2 separate regions of the Cricetulus griseus genome follow, and region 1 is linked to region 2. The links are chromatin contacts, called in public Hi-C maps. All regions are on one chromosome and are shown on one strand. Each heading gives the region's core, a stretch centred on a gene start, on an enhancer-like site or on the middle of the called end of the contact. The rest is flanking DNA. Distances are from core to core; before and after follow the strand shown. Region 1 overlaps Lrrc8d (volume-regulated anion channel subunit LRRC8D). Region 2 holds the start of Lrrc8d (volume-regulated anion channel subunit LRRC8D).

What was found. A called contact is a pair of places that touch in the nucleus more often than the background predicts.
Region 1: a contact with region 2 is called in a Hi-C map of the CHO-K1 cell line, with 2.0 times the contacts expected there. The contact joins the enhancer-like site here to the promoter of Lrrc8d in region 2. A contact is called at or near these places in 2 of 8 Hi-C or Micro-C datasets (both in the CHO-K1 cell line).

Annotation. Positions count from the first base shown.
Region 1 is chr7:614,543-618,229 of CriGri-PICRH-1.0, forward strand. All of the region lies in intron 2 of Lrrc8d (volume-regulated anion channel subunit LRRC8D), which reads left to right. Among named protein-coding and RNA genes, the nearest start is that of Lrrc8d, 44 kb to the left of the region's middle. Within about 2 kb of position 1,834, at least 2 of the 6 cell types and tissues checked have open chromatin away from gene starts, as enhancers often do. A contact at or near this core is called in the CHO-K1 cell line, where this site is marked.
Region 2 is chr7:570,241-573,867 of CriGri-PICRH-1.0, forward strand. It overlaps Lrrc8d (volume-regulated anion channel subunit LRRC8D), which reads left to right and starts at 1,697. Exons shown (of 3, transcript XM_035447858.1): 1 at 1,697-1,835.

The DNA of each region.
Region 1 (3,687 bases), core at 584-3,083, 44 kb after region 2:
CATGGGTGTTCTTGAAGTGTAACCAGGTATTTCTTGGACATTTAGAGGAATTCTGTTTTACTTGGTCTTCACAGTGAAATCTGGTTTGTTGAGATTGCTTTGCCTGGGTGATGTAGATTTCCCCTCCTTAAAGACACATCAAGGTGAGAGGGAAAGGGGGACTAACAACACAACCCTGTCCTGTCACACCTGGGGCTGACACGTGGCATCCACAGCACTTGCTGGACTCCTGCACCAGCTGGTCTGACTATCTTAAGGCAGGAAGTGTCCCTCTCCCAGAGGTCCTGGTGGTCCTTCTCTCCATTATCTCCCGGTCTCAGGTCACTCTTGGCTTTCTTTGTCCTTCAAGTCTCAGAAGCCCAGAAGGAGGACTTGGTGGCTCTAGTAGGCTAGCGCATCCAGGAAAATTTTCCTTATACACTAAGTGCTCCTTAAGCCATTATGGTATCGATGAAGAGGATGCCTGCTGGCTTTCTTCAGCCTTCATCAAACAGACAAAAACAAAACAACACAACAACAAAAAACCAAAATGTAAGCATTTAGTAATAAGTGAGTAAACATGTTTTGTTTTTAAGCCTTTCCATCTAGTCCCAAAATGAATACATGGGGGTGGGTACACATCCTGTATGCCAGGACATAGAGTGTGAGATCAGAGGATAACTCCATCATGTGGCTTCGGGAGATCAAACTCAGGTTAGCAGGATTGACAGCAAGCCCCCTTACCCATGGAGCCAGCCTACATGCCCTTGTTTTGTTGTGTGTCTTGTGAACCTAATATGTAACCAAGGGTAACCCCGAACTTCTAATCCTCCTGTCTGGGTCTACCGAGTTTCGGGATTGCAGACGTGTGCCGCCATGCCTGGTGTACTTGGTAGATGTGTGCTACCTTGCCTGGTGTACTCCTGAAGAGCAGGGACCCAATCAAGGGCCTCGAATGAGCAAGCACATTCTATCAACAGCTCTGTCCTTAGTCCTTTTTGGCTTTTATTTTGAAACATGGTGCATTCACAACCCATAAAATGACACGTGTGCAACCTGCTTAATAAAAGGGAAATACATTTGAGATTGACCAGGTCAAATACAAATGAGCATACACGGCATAACTCTTATTGTAAAACAAAACTAGCCATTTATTCATAGCAAAAAGTGGGATAACCTTTCACTACTCCCTCAGACCTGTAATTCTAGACAAGTCAGGAAGAAAACATCAGACAGATACCAATGGAAGGTCATCCAACAAAATACCTGGCCAGTGCTCCTCAGAACTGTGGAGGTCATCAGACAAGAAAAACTGAGAAACTGTGGGAACAGATAGGAACCTCGGAAGAAAGCACTTGGAATGCAGTGTACCCTGCATGGGATCCTGGACAGAAAGTGCCCCTAGGAAATCTGCAGAGTGTGGATGTTAGTGTGTCATTGCTGTTGTCTTGGATGCATTTTGATGAATATACCACAATGATTTAAGACTTGATGATACTCACAGCTTTTCTATAAACCTAAAACTGTATTATATTTTCTTAAATGCTTAATCAAGAGGCTTCAGAGACTGGGTTCTGTGGCTCACGCACAAGGGAAACTGAGGAGGGGATGATGCATTTAAGGCCAGCTTTGTCACACACAAGGGAAACTGAGGCAGGCAGATGATTCATTTGAGGCCAGCCTTTTCTACATAGTGAGACCTTATCTCAGTCTCCTTGAACCCTTTTTTTCCTTCCTTCACCCCAAATGCTCCAAGGGCATCATCGTAGGAGGAGGTTGGCCACACCCTGGGAAGGCACCAGGCCTGGGGCCTCAGTGTCGCAAGGACTTGTATTGTCAAATGCATTCAACTCTATAGCTGAGTCACCAAGAACTGGATCAATTCCACCTTAGAGCCAAGCGTTCAACTCAGGACAGATCTCTTTCTTCTGTGAAGAGCTGAGGATTTGGTATCCATAGCCCCAGGCTCTGTATACTCATCTTTTCCTTACATCCTTTGGCCTGGAATCCCAGAAGCCATTCAGAGGTCTGAGTCAGCCTCCTCATCACCTGTATTTCTGTAAGAATCTCCAGTCCTGACTCAGGTGCATCCATTATTTCAATGTTTAGCTTTGAAATACTTTTAGACTTAAGGGAAAGTCTCACACACAATGCATGGAATTCTCAAATACCTTTTTACTAAGCTTCTCCTCAGGTTAATGTCATGTGTGTCCAACAATGGAGGAAGTGGAGAATAGCATTCGGACACACTGTTGACCAGTTGGGAGACCTTTCCCCTCAAATCCCATCAATTTTCCTGTCAGTCCTCATTCTGTGCCGATTACACATAGCTCTTAACCTCCCCCAATCCTAATAGTTGCTTGTACTCTCTGGAAGTGAAGCCTGCCGGCCAGCAAGTCCTTTTATACTCAGTTTGGCGTTCTGGTATTTTCCCGTGATTGGATTGAGGCCATGAATTTTTAGCTAGGAGACCACAGAAGTGACATTCTCTTCTCAGCCTCTCTTATTTTAAGGCACATAGAGAACTTTAGAGTTGATGCAGCTTGTCACTGGGGACCGGGTGCTGTCCCCCTCCCCCTCCCCCCCACAGTAAGCATGTGGTGGAATACTGTGAGTCTGTGCTGGTGTCTTGTTTTTCATCTTCCTTCTGGTGACTGATTTTTAGCATCCAGCCATGAGGCCTGCCTTCAGCAGTTACCTCAACAGTGCTTGCCTGATGGTGAATTTTGTATTTTCACCATTCCATTTTCATGTGTTAATTGGAATACTTGGCTAGGAAACAGCTGGTGGAAAATTTACTTGTTAATAGTCATAATAATAGTGACATCCATTATAATTGCCAAAGTACCCAACATTATTCTTGAGATGTGTCTGATGCTGAACTGAAATTCTGCTGTTCATCAAACCCTCTGCATCAGCTGTCCCTGGAGAGGCATTCTAGCTTGTCCACATGGATCGGAGAACCCTGTTCCTGGAACATGGTTTGTCCTTCTGGTTATTCTCCCTGGTCTTTGTTCTCACTCCTGCAGGGGAGCTTTGACCTTTGGTTTCTTAGCCTGCATCTCCCTGTAGGTGATGCCTGTTATCTAAGAAGTGTTGCAGACCTGTCAGTGAACAAAACAACTTGTTGTTTGGATCTTGACCACCCTGGTGTGTCATCTCCAGCCCCTTATTAGTCATGTGCTCCTGATGCCAAAAGCACTGGGTTCTTTCCCTAGTGCTGCTGCGGTTAAGCCAGGCCAACTGAACTCCAGCTCTCCTCCTCCTTACACACAGGCCAGCAGGGTATGATGGCCTACACCTTTAATCCTAGCACTTGGAAGGCAGAGTCAGGAAGACCTCTGCACTAGAGGCCCACCTGGTCTACGTGTAAGTCTCTCTATGTAGAGAGACTCGTTTGTTTTGTTTTTAAAGGTGAATTGCACACAGACTTAGGCACTGTCATAGATGCTAAGAATATACTATGAATGAAATAGAAAAGGTCAAAAACATTGCAATGGGGTGGAGACCAGTTGGGAAAGGTCTCTATGGGAAGATGACCGTTGAAGGAGACTGTGAGTAGACAAAAGAGGGCAGTGAGGGATCTGGGGTCAAAGTCCTGTAGACGGAACCATTACTGAGGTCGAAAGGCACGTGGGCTTTGCTCACTTAAAAAACCGATGGGCTTTCTGTGGCCTACAGTGTGACTATAACATCCAGGTACTTGAT
Region 2 (3,627 bases), core at 447-2,946:
GTTTGTAGATACTAAGACCTAGAGGGGAGTTAAGATGAAATCTGTTGAGCACTGAGTAGGGCTTCAATTTGCACCAGTTTCTACTGTCAAGAGTTTAGCTTTTATATAGAATAATCAGAGTTTATTGTCTCTGTGCTGTTTTGGGTTTGGAAACAGAACCGACTTACTGAAACCAGCAGGTGGATGCCACAACCATCTGCTAAGTGCCTGTTGCCTGAGACGTTGCAGGGGTAGGGCAGGCAGGTTGCAAACTCTGGCCAATTTCTGAGGCTGGCAAGCTCTTGACTCTGGTAGATTTTGAGCCACCTGTTTACTTTTTTACAAAATAAAAAAATACAGTCATTTATTTATATGCATGTGGGCACTTGTGTGCCATGGCACCATTTGGAGGTCAGAGGACAAATTATGGAAATTGGATCTCTCCTCCTTCTACCACTTGGGCTTGGTGGCAAGTGCCTTTATTGCTGAGTCACCTCCCGCTGCGCCCCTGCCCGCCCACACCCCCACCCCTCCACATACAACTTTGTTTACTACTCTGAAATTCCTTTAAGCCAGGGCCAGCCTGTAAGTGCATTTGCCACCAAGCCTGACCACCTGAGTTAGCGCCCCAGGATCCACGTGGTGGAAGCAGACAACTGACTCATCAAAGTTGTTCTCTGACCGCCACAGGTGCATTTGTGGTACTAATGCGCCGCCCACCTTAACCCCCACCCGACACCATAATTACATTAAAAGAAAAAAAACAAAGACTAGAAAAGGAAATAGGTCGGAATTTGACCAAAATGAACGTGACCTCAGAATTTAAGAACTTTTCTGTGATTCTTCTCTTTTTTTTTTTTTTTTTTTTTGGCTTTTCGAGACAGGGTTTCTCTGTGTATCTTTGGAACCTATCCTGGCACTCGCTCTGGAGACCAGGCTGGCCTCGAACTCACAAAGATCCGCCTGCCTCTGCTTCCCGAGTGCTGGGATTAAAGGAGTGCGCCACCAACGCCCGGCTTTTCTGTGATTCTTAATCACAAGGAAGAAAAGTTTAGGGTTACACCCCGGGAGGTGGAGGTGGGGGGAGGTTATCTGGTAAAAGGGCTGACAACCCCTTGATCTGAAGGGAGACCTAGCATCTTTCCAGGGTGCCTCCCACCCTCCACTCCCGGTTCGTGGCAGCTCCATCCACTACGGCAGCTGTGCACACGCTCCTCTCTTGAGTCAGCACGAGACAAGTAATTTCCCATCCTGAAGCTGCGAGTGGATCTGCTGGGTTGTAGCAGCTAACTTCCCAGATTTGCATACTCGCAGCCTCCTCTCCCTCGGCTAGGCTCGGGTCTCCCTTCCCGGAGGTGATTCTTCTCTCTGGAGGCGGAGGCAGGGTAGGGAGGTGAGGCAGGAGGGAAGCGAAGGCCACGTGCCTGCTGCCCACCCCGAGGCAGCCGGGAGCATGGAGTCCGCGGCGGGGAGGTGCGTCCTGCAGCTCGGACTGGAGCGGTGGACGGGAGCCGCGGCCGGCAGGGGGAGGCCGGGCCGGGAAAGCGAGCCGGGAGGTGCGGACCCCGGCGGCGGCGAGATCGCAAGCTGGATGGCCGGTTATGCGACCCGCTGCCCCTCGCTCGCTCGCCCGCCCGCCCGCTCTGCGGCTGCTCCGCGCCCCCCTCAGCCAACACACACACTCTCGCTCTATTTGAAACAGGAAGTGCACTGCTGACTGTAACGTGCTGCCGGCTCCCAGGATGGAGGAGTGAAGTCTCGCGTCGCAGCGGTTCCAGCCCCCGGAGCCCGCCCGCTCGCCCGTAGCCGGAGTCCTCGAGAGCGCCCTGAGGGAGCAGGGTGGCCACCTGGTCCAGGTGCGCTGGCCGGGGCGGGAAGGCGAGGGGTCGTCGCTCGATCGCTCGCTTGCAGGGACTTTCTCGATCTCCTGTCCCTGCCACTATGTCCTCCTCCAGGAGTCTCCACTACTTTGTCGCCACCGCCCAGGTGTATGGGACAGGGCAGGAAGGTTCTGGGCTGCGCGGTTTGGTGACTGCTGGATGCTCCCTTAGATTGGTTCTTTCCAGGCTGGGCTGGCCCCGGGGCTGCCTGGGACTGTCTGGGCCGCCTCCTGGAGTCAGTCCCCAGCTGCCCTCACTACCCTCTCCAGCTGCTGCCCCGAGCAGCTGCTCTTTGTTCCTCTCTCTCTGGCCTGAGGCTGTCTAAATACCGTTCTGGGAAGTTTGGGTGTTGGTGAAGTTGGTGTGAGAGGAATGTGGAGAAGGAAGGAGGAAGCTGATGAACTCTGGGTAAATAGTAAAAGAGGCTTAGGAGTAAGCTAGGCTGGGAAACTGAAGAGGAGGTGGGTTGCTTGTAGAGCCTAGCCATCAGGAATTGAGGGAATTGGTAGTACAAACACGCACCAGAAAAAGTAGGGACCACAAATGGACGACAGCAGTTCTGAGGTGTTTAGTCTGGTGTCTGGCTTGTTAACCTCTGCTGTGGTTTCACAGGGTGAAAACATGGTGCTTTATAAATATGAGCCAGACGGTTTTTTTATTTTTTTCTTTAATTTTATTGAATTCCAATTGTCACCAAACTGAAACAGAGATTGACTTTTCTCAAACTCACTAGGTGGATATAATTCCCTAACCATGCCTTGCTTGGTCTCAGATGTTAACAGGAGAATAAGATGTTGGGGAGCAGGTGGGTTTATTCTGTAGACTTAGCACCTTCAGTTCCGAAGATGCTCTTCTCTCTGCGGACTTAGGTTGACTTTTCCCACATTGGAAGAGACGGTGTGGTCTTATTTGACTGCTATTTATCCACGGGAGGTGGCTGTGATGAGGCAGGACACTAGGGTTCAGAAGAGCGTTTGATGGGATGGTTATTGTGACAAGTTTGTGAGCAGATGACTCAAGGGAAGTGAGACTCTGCGGGAAGGAGGGTCTTTTTCTGTGCATATGTCCTATTGAGCAACCAGGAGGCAAGATGGTGACTGAATTTAAATCTGTGACACTCAGTGGGGAGTGAGGCCCAGGGTCTCACCATGTAGGTTTGCTTGCCTTTGCCTTCCACATGCTATAATCAAAGTCTTGCAACTTGACACCCAGCCTGACTATATCATTCTAATAGGTATGTCATTGTAATCCTGAAGATGTTACAGCAAAATACATATTTTTTGTGTAAATAATTTTGCTTTAAAGAAAACTCTCAGATAGGCCAGTAAGTTTGTGCCCGGCTTCTTTTTCATATTAGCAATTTGGAGACAGTTTCAATGATTTCATTGAATCACTCACTGGTTTCAGTGATTCTTTAGAACATTCATCGATTAAGCATTTTATCATATTTATTTTGTGTGTGTATGTGTGTGGGCTTACCCGCAGCATAGCACAGTTGTAGGAGCCATTTTTCTCCTTCCACCATGTAGGTCCCAGGGATCAACTCAGGTTTAGGTGTGGTGTCAAGCACCTTTACCTGATGAGCCACTTAACCAGTCCTAGAACATTAATCTCTTTAAACATAGATACTTGCCAGGCAGTGGTGGTGCACACCTTTAATCCCAGCACTAGGGTGGCAGAGGTTTGCATATCTCTGTGAGTTCAAGGCCAGTCTGGTTTACAAGAGCTAGTTCCAGGACAGGCTCCTTAAATCCTGTCTGGGAAGACA